Linked DNA regions of Triticum aestivum: region 2 is linked to region 1. A link is a contact called in public Hi-C data. All regions are on one chromosome and are shown on one strand. The core of a region is the stretch at or near the end of the contact, and the rest is flanking DNA. Distances in the headings are between cores, read along the strand shown. Region 1 holds the start of LOC123152488 (thaumatin-like protein 1). Region 2 holds the start of LOC123151469 (F-box protein At5g49610).

Region 1 (4,135 bases), core at 655-3,154:
CCCTCCGTAAAGAAATATAAAATGTTTAGATCATTATGATCTAAACTCTCTTATATTTCTTTAGGGCATGTACAATGCGTAGCCTCATGGTGATGCCCCATGTTCCATGTAGTTTTGGATGTCAGGGAATGTAGGTTTGGATAGGGAAGCAAGAGCCTTTGCAAGAGGCGGGTGCTTGGGGAGAAAAAATATGGTCCGGTATAAAAAGCTGAAAAAGTTAAAATGAAGAGTATGGATGCATGTGTAGTAAGGGTCTACTTTCTATTCTATGATGAGGTCCACTAGCAGTAGCTTGTGTTGAAGAGAAAAAAATCAATATAGATGCCTCAAGTTACTTTTTTTCATGAGACATCTGTATCCATATGCCACCATTGTATATGCCCTTAGAGCATCTACAACCGGACTTGGCAAATCCGGGCCCTCGAACGCCCGCGGACGCATCCGCGGATAGTGACCGAGCACTCCTCAAATCGCGTCATCCACATCCGTGTCTCTCATATCTCAACCCCTATATCCATACTATATCATGCAACGTCGATGAAAGTACGTACATCAGCTCCGGACATAGAAATAGCACAATAGTTCACCAAAAGATCCACCAAAGTTCAAATAAACGAAGAAGAATGTTATACTACATCTAAAACTTGAAATTAAAATCAACTTCACCACTTCCGAGCCGGCCCATTCCCCTTATGGTCGCCGACGTAGTTGTACCCGTCGGCGGCTGGTGGAGAATCGTCCGATTCGTCGGAGGAGGAGCCATGGTCGTCATCAGACGAGCAATCGACGATGACAAGGCCCTTGATGTGTTGGACGACCCGGTCTTGCTGGCGCCTGAGGTTGGCCAGCCGAGCCGCCTCCTTTGCCTTCTCCAATGCCTCTTGCTCGGACTGCTCAATGGCAAGTCGAAGAGCCTTGGCGTTCTTTCGGCGGAGCCGCCTAGCGTCCGTCTCCCCCGTCGTAAGCAACCGGCAGTAGACCCACGCGAGGAGTCGTTGGTCCTCGTCGAGCTCCGCCGGTAACCCACGCCGGCGGAGGACAGGGTTATCCACAGCCTCCCTCTCCCTTGCCCGATGCCTCTCGCGGTGGGCGACGCGCACCTCCGACTCCAGCGTGCGCGTTCGGGCCGGCGGGGCGGGCACAAGCACCTACCGCTGCCCACGAGGGGGAGCAGCTGCCGGCGGGGCGAGGGGACGGCGTGGGGAAGCAGCAGCCGGCAGGGCGAGGGGGCGGCGTGGGGAAGCAGCAGCCGGCGGGGCGAGGGGACGACATAGGGGAGGTGCCGATTGCGCTGACCGTTTGTCGGAGCTGCCCATGGGCCGGGAGGGGCCAGCAACGACATCCGAGATGCGCCGACGGGGAAGCTGCGGCTACGGCGAGGCTGCAGATTCGGAGCTGCTCCCGTGTCCACCTTGGACCGCTCCAAGGCGATGCGGAGGCCAAGCTCATACTCCAAATCCACCTCGTCATGGGAGCGGCTGCCGAAGCTCGACATTGCGCCGGATTCGGTTGGAATCACAAAGGGAATAGGAGAGGACGGAGCGAGAGAGGAGAGTGAGTGAGCTACGGTTTCAGACCGACGAGGCCGATGGGTTTTTTTATGGGACATCCGTGAGGCCAGTGGTAGGCTGGGCTTGTCAGGCGAACGCTCCCGACATGCCAGGGCCACCTCATATTCGCCCCATATTTGAACTGAATATGGGGGATGCCGGTCAGTTTGGGTGTTTGAGGTTCGTCTGAGGCGTTCGTCTAGATCGAAAAAAACATGACCGAACATTGACCGGACAGCTCGCCCAGACGTATGAGACGGTTTTAAGAAGTCCGGCCGTGGATGCTCTTACAAAGGAAATACTACGTATAGGAGACAACACCGAATTTCTGAGGCTCGCATCGGCATCGCAGCCTTTGACCCCCGTGACAGGTGGAAATCATTCGAGTCCGGCCTGGCTCGGCCGTTGTTGATCTCGCCGGCCGGCTGCGGTCGTGCTCGTGCCGCCCCCGCTTCGGCAGAGTAAAAATCAGCTGAGCGAGTGTAGACCGCGGTCGGTGGTGCTCGTGCCCACTTCGCCCTCCACTCTCCTCTCCCCCCTCTACAACCGCCCCACCACACCACACGGCCGCCTTTTCCTCCGCGTAGCCTTCCCACCATATTCCAGTTCGGCAAGCTCGCCAGTCACCAAGCTCCTCCTCCTCCACAGGAAAGCAACAGCGCAGCGCGGCTTCACTGGTTTCGCCCTCAATTCGAGAGCTAGTCTTGGAAGGCCTTCCATGGCTCAGCCGTCGCTGCTCCTCGGCTCTCCGGCATCGATTGTCCTCCTTATCACCTTCTTCCAAGGTATCGATCCACCCGACAGTTCATCCACTAGTGCTTGTGGAAGTGGTATTCTCGTTGGATTGGTCCTGATTTGGAGGCACGCGGTAGAGCTGCGAGCTTGGTTTTCGATTTGGTGAGCTGAGTGTTCGGATTTGTGTATTTTTTTCTGCGGCGCACAGGACCGGTAGTGAGCGCCATCACGTTCACCTTCGCCAACCGGTGCACGGACACGGTGTGGCCCGGGTTGCTCTCGGGCTCCACCTCGCCGCCGCTGGAGACCACCGGCTTCGCGCTCTCGCCGGGCCAGTCGCGCTCAATCTACGGGCCGACCGGGTGGTCGGGCCGCTTCTGGGCGCGCTCTGGCTGTAATTTCAACGGCGGCAAGGGCACCTGCGTCACGGGGGACTGCGGCTCCGGCGAGATAGAGTGCCGCGGCGCCGGGGCCACCCCGCCCGCCACGCTCGCGGAGTTCACCCTCGACGGCGACGGCGGGAAGGACTTCTATGACGTCAGCCTCGTCGACGGCTACAACTTGCCCATGCTCGTGCAGCCGTCCGTGCCTGGGTGCCCCGACACCGGGTGCCTCGTCGACCTCAACGAGCGCTGCCCCTCCGAGCTCCGCTCCGGCGGCGGCCTCGCCTGCCGCAGCGCCTGCGAGGCCTTCGGCAAGCCCGAGTTCTGCTGCAACGGCGCCTACGGGAACCCTGACACGTGCCACCCCTCCCAGTACTCGCAGCTCTTCAAGTCGGCGTGCCCCAAGTCCTACAGCTACGCCTACGACGACGCCACCTCCACCTTCACCTGCAACCACACCGATTACACCATTACCTTCTGCCCGCAGTCCAATCCTTACAGGTACTACCTTCCTCTGAATAGTTTCCGATGCTATGACAGTACGATCTAGTTGAAATCACAGTGTTGCAGATCTGAATGACTGAATCTGATTCAACTCAACAATGATATTTTCTCTGGGCTAGAAAATATAATGAGATTTTGATTCGGAATGGGGAATGGGGAAAGAAGAGAAAGTGACAAAGTTAGGCTTTGAGCAAGGAAAAGAAGCTTTGATTGATTGAGTTGTTCTTTCTTTCGCCTTTGTTCCATCCCCATCCCCACCTTGCATGTGGGGTCTTGGCGAGAAAGTTGCAATGACCTTTGAGTCTCTAATTAGATCAATCACCTTTGACGCTTCGCAGTGGCAAACCGAACAAGCACGCATTGCGGAGGCCGAGCCATGAGCAGCTTGAGGACGACGTGTGGCTGGCATCTTTGAAGAAAACCAGCGGCGCCGGTGGAAGCACCATGGCATCATGGTCGGCGTCCGGAGGTTTCCAAGCCGCCCTGGCAATTGCTGTGGCCGTCGTGCTTGCCGCGGCACAGGGGGGTCATCCCCGTTTCAGCTTGTTATGACCGGGCAAGGCAGGCGATTCTTCATCCCTAGGAGTGATCTGCAGAGGGTTTTTTTAGGATAAAAAAAGAGGATCAGAGCACTAGAGGAAGAGACGTGGATATCATGTTCTTTAGGCCTTTTTGCTTGTTGATAAAGAACATGACGCGTCCTCATGTTGGCAATTGTAGTTGTTCTAGTAGTGGCATTTCATATTGCTTTATTGCCTTTTTGAAAACATTGTTCTTCTGGTTATATTCATCTTTCTGCGCAATTTTTTTGTGGGGATCCTGATCAGTGCATCGTCACTAGGAGATCGCAAGCTTTGAAGTGGGAAGACTGTAAGATCTGAATATACTATTGCTCTGCCTTCTGAGCTCCTTTTTTTTGTAAAAATCTGAAATGCCTTCTTACAAGTGAAGCATGAAGTTGAC
Region 2 (4,135 bases), core at 442-2,941, 250 kb after region 1:
GATCTCCGGGACGAATCATGGCGTATAAGCCTGGTGCTGTAGTTTGCGGGATTAGGTCTCCTTCTCTCCCCGGCCTGCGTGCCGTGTTTGGCAGCTGCCTGTTTCGTTAGGAATTTGGGCCTATTTAACTTCTCTTTGTGTTTCTGAGACTGTGTGAACCTTGGGTATTCGTGACGCTGCCATGTGGCTTTATTTATAAAGTCGGGCTTTGGCCTTTTCTCTAAAAAAATAATAATAAAATGCTATCCTCGCAAAAAAAACTTTATGAAGTTTGACTTTGATCAAATCTTATATGTAGACTAAAAAGAAATGAAGAGAGTATTATGTTACACTAAAAGTAAAGAGTGCATGATATATCCGGATGAAATTCTCTCACGATCAACCATATCATAAGAACTCCCCTAAATAAATTTCTCTTTGGATAGAAGGCTTCGGGAGATTTCTTGCATTATTGACATTTGGTACACCTTGCCTACGTCTAATGGTTATCCTTAAAGTATCGACATCATTATTTGGACTTGGCGATCAAGTTCTCTTCGAGAAATATGGTCCCATATCTTAGATCAATCAAAGTAAGAGGATAATTAGTTAGAAAGTTAGGACTAAAAAGAACATGCACATGAGAGAGGGGACATGAAGATGTGATTCAAACCATGAATTCAAATTATGATTGTCTCTCGACAGTAGGTGTCTAACGACGCATCTTGGTTGAACGGCGAACAGGGGAGAGATTGCGAGTTTTCTAAAGCCGAACAAGAACGAAGAGAGGTTTGCCGCCGCCGTGTATATCATAGCGATCATACGAAATAACGGATGCCGAAGAGGCAATGTACGGGGCGATTTACTGCTTGTGGGCTTTTAATTGCCTCCTCACTTTGTATTCTAGCTTAGTGGGTTCGGCCATGCTTTTTTATGAGAGTGGATTTTCTATTCTTGGGTGTACTACGACCGAGTTTGCAGAAAATATATGACAAAACATGATCAAACAAATTCCAAAAAATCTAAAAATTTGAGACATCAAACTTTATCAAATGTTGGAGCATCTTGGAAAATTTGAGCCCAAAAATAACATCTGAGCATCTCTCACTAAAAAAACAAAATCAATGTTCAAAGTTTCGTTCAATTTTTGAGCAGTGATTTCGTCTTTTTAGTGAGAGCTTGTCTAATGTTATTTTTGGCTGAAATTTTGCAAGAAGCTCTAACATTTGATAAGTTGATAAGGTTTGATGTCTCAAAATTTCAGGTTTTTTGGATTTTGTTTGATCACATTTAATTTATTTATTTTTGACAAACTCAGATGTAGTACACTCGAGATAGCCACCACATTCCGTTTTTTCATTGGGTACATACCAAAGAAAAACAGTACACAAGTATCATCATTGGGTTCAATTGAAAGCTAACAACTCTACGCTGGTTTCGCCCCTGTGAGGCGGACATTGGAGCTCAAAGGTCTTCGCAGATGGGAGGACGGCGAGGAGGCGCCGGCGCTTCGCCCGTCCACCAATAACCACTTTTGCTAGGTCCGGTTATAGATGCTCTAATCAGCTAGCTTGGCGCATGAGCAGCCAGTGTACAAATCTTGCCGTGGTAGGATAATTCAACGTAAAACAGCTGCCATGGCAGTGTACAAAGTTCTGCCAGGACACCTAAAGTCCTATACTAGACAGCGCAAGTTTTATTCAACAGTTCCGTTGGTCACGTTGCCTTGAATTCGATGGACAGCCTCTTTTCTTAGGCCTGCGCCAAGGTCTACCGCAGTAGCCGTGTGGCTGGCTGCTCCTTTCATACTTGCATTCTTTTGTCTTGGGGATAGATAGATAGACTAGGCCCGGTTGACTGGGCAGCAGCCTTGATCCTCATCCAACGGCCCAACAGTCTTGCCCTCGGCCGCAGCCTTCTGATCGTAGGGTTTCTTCTATTTTCGAGGGAGATCGTTGGGAGGGTTTCTTGGTTCTCAAGTGGTCTTGTACACAAATTTCTTGGTTCTCAAGCTTACCTCCTCCTCCCGCCCTAATCCTCGCAGTTATTTCGCCGTTGTTTAATTGACGCAGCCAATGTAGCCGGTCTCTTCTGGCCTGAACTCAGATTCGTATTGCCCAGCGAGCTCCCGGGTCACGGGGACGGGCCGATCGGACGACCATGTCAAGCGAACCGGAGCAAGGCAATGGTGCTGGCGATGACGAACATAGCGGCGGCCTGCCTGAGGACCAGATGTTCGAGATGCTCACCCGCGTCTCCCTCGACGACCTCTCCGCATGCCGCCAGGTGTCTGCCCAGTGGCGCCGGCTCACGTACGAGCCGGCCTTCTCGGCGCTTCACTGCCGCCGCCGCGCCGACGCCGTCGTCTCGGGATACTTCGTGCAGGGCATGGCGCGCAACCGCTACTCCGCCACCTTCGTCTCCATGCACCCCTCCCAGGCCGACGCTGATCCGTCCGTCTCCCTCGACTTCCTGCCCTCCGCGCACGTCCGCGTTGAGGCTGTCTCCGCGCACCGCGGCCTCGCGTGCTGCGTCGACGCCGACGCCGACGCCGCCGCGCGCATGGGCGGCAAGACGTCGTCGGCGCGATGCTACTACGCGTGCAAGCCCGCCACGAGGCAGTGGAGGGCGCTGCCCAACCCGAGGCTGCGCTTCCCCACGGCGGTCACCGCGATGGTGGCGCGCCCCGCCGGCGCCGGCGCCGCGGCGGACTTCAAGATCCTCCGGCTCTCGGTCCCGACGCTGCGTGACCACCTGCGTTGCGAGATCTTCGACTCGCGAAGGCGCGCGTGGCGGCGCTCGGCCGACGTGATGGTGTGGCCGGAGTCGCTCGTGGCCGCCGGCCCGGCGGTGAGGGCCCACGGCGCCATGCATTGGCTACGGTGGCCGGACAGGGTCAGCGCCGCCGAGGACATCTTCGCGTTCGACATGAAGAGCGAGGCGTGGAGGCTCATTGTTCTCCCGCCGGAGGTGGAAGACAGAACGAACAGGTGGGCGGGCAAGAAGAAGCTGGTGACGGTGGAGGGGAAGCTGTGCCTGGTAGTGACCGTGGATGAGGAGGCGGAGGTGTGGGTGATCGCCGACTACGGCAGGCAGCAGGAGAGATGGGAGAAGAAGATGGCAGTGAACTTGAAGAATCTCGGGATGCAGGAAGGGAGAGCCCTTATACTCAGGGATCTCTGCTCATCCGAGGTCGCATTCTTCAACAGTGTATACAGAGTGATCTGGTGATGAAATCGCTCGCTTAATTCTCCTTCAAATCTTCGTTACAATCTTCATTATTCGCAAGCGAAGTGTTACTAATTTTGCATATGTTTTGCAGGTACGATTTTTGGAGGGGCGAGATAGCAGAAGTCCCCGTGCATCACAAATGCATACAAGAAGTTTTCAAGTATGAGTCCGATTTGGTCCCTTGGGACATCGATGAAAACAAAATCTAGACTGATTGACACTGCAAAATTTGCGTTTTGGAAGACCCGGTCTCTAGAATTGTCAATCTTGCAGTGGCATCTACTCTCCGTATCCTGGTCGAGCCTCTCTTTTTCGTGAGAGAAGGAAACAACAAATCTTGATGATGTGGACAAATTCAATTACCTCCGTCTTTGATTATCACCAATTAGCTCCATCATTTATTAACACCGCTTCAGGCCAATAAATTTTGCTAAATTTTGTTGGAATTCAGATGCAATCTAAGCTTAGAAATATGTACAATGCTTGAAGGGTAGAAGTTTTTAAGAGAAATGGTCTGTTTCGATGGACAGGTATGAGATAAACGAGTTGTTCCGTTCGTTAAAGTCGTGATCATTGAAGCTCGGTTCGATAAGCTCGTTAAAGCTAACACTCATTAAGTTGAGTGCTCACGTGTACCGGTAAAGCTGGAAACAACACAAAAGCATTGTATCACATATTCAAAATTTTAACATGTACTCCTTCTTCCTTCTGTTTCAAAATAAATGACTCAACTTTGTATTAATTTTAGTACAAAGTTATTATAAAATTGGGTCATCTATTTTAAAACGGAGGAAGTAGCGAATAGTTAAACATGTAGCAGAGTACAACTGCAGCAGCCTTTCCCAAAATTGAAACTTTCAAATAAGTAGCACAATAAAAAAAGTTTGAACATGGATGACTAAATGGTTTGAACATCAATGATTAG

Evidence for each region. A called contact is a pair of places that touch in the nucleus more often than the background predicts.
Region 2: a Hi-C map of leaf shows a contact between it and region 1, with 7 times the contacts expected there. The contact joins the promoter of LOC123151469 here to the promoter of LOC123152488 in region 1. A contact is called at or near these places in 2 of 5 Hi-C or Micro-C datasets (both in leaf).

Annotation. Positions count from the first base shown.
Region 1 is chr7A:289,629,246-289,633,380 of IWGSC CS RefSeq v2.1, forward strand. LOC123152488 (thaumatin-like protein 1) reads left to right here and starts at 1,905. Exons shown (of 3, transcript XM_044572017.1): 1 at 1,905-2,335; 2 at 2,494-3,169; 3 at 3,511-4,097. The coding sequence starts at 2,269. The coding sequence ends at 3,724.
Region 2 is chr7A:289,880,644-289,884,778 of IWGSC CS RefSeq v2.1, forward strand. LOC123151469 (F-box protein At5g49610) reads left to right here and starts at 1,692. Exons shown (of 2, transcript XM_044571172.1): 1 at 1,692-3,206; 2 at 3,302-3,660. The coding sequence starts at 2,140. The coding sequence ends at 3,419.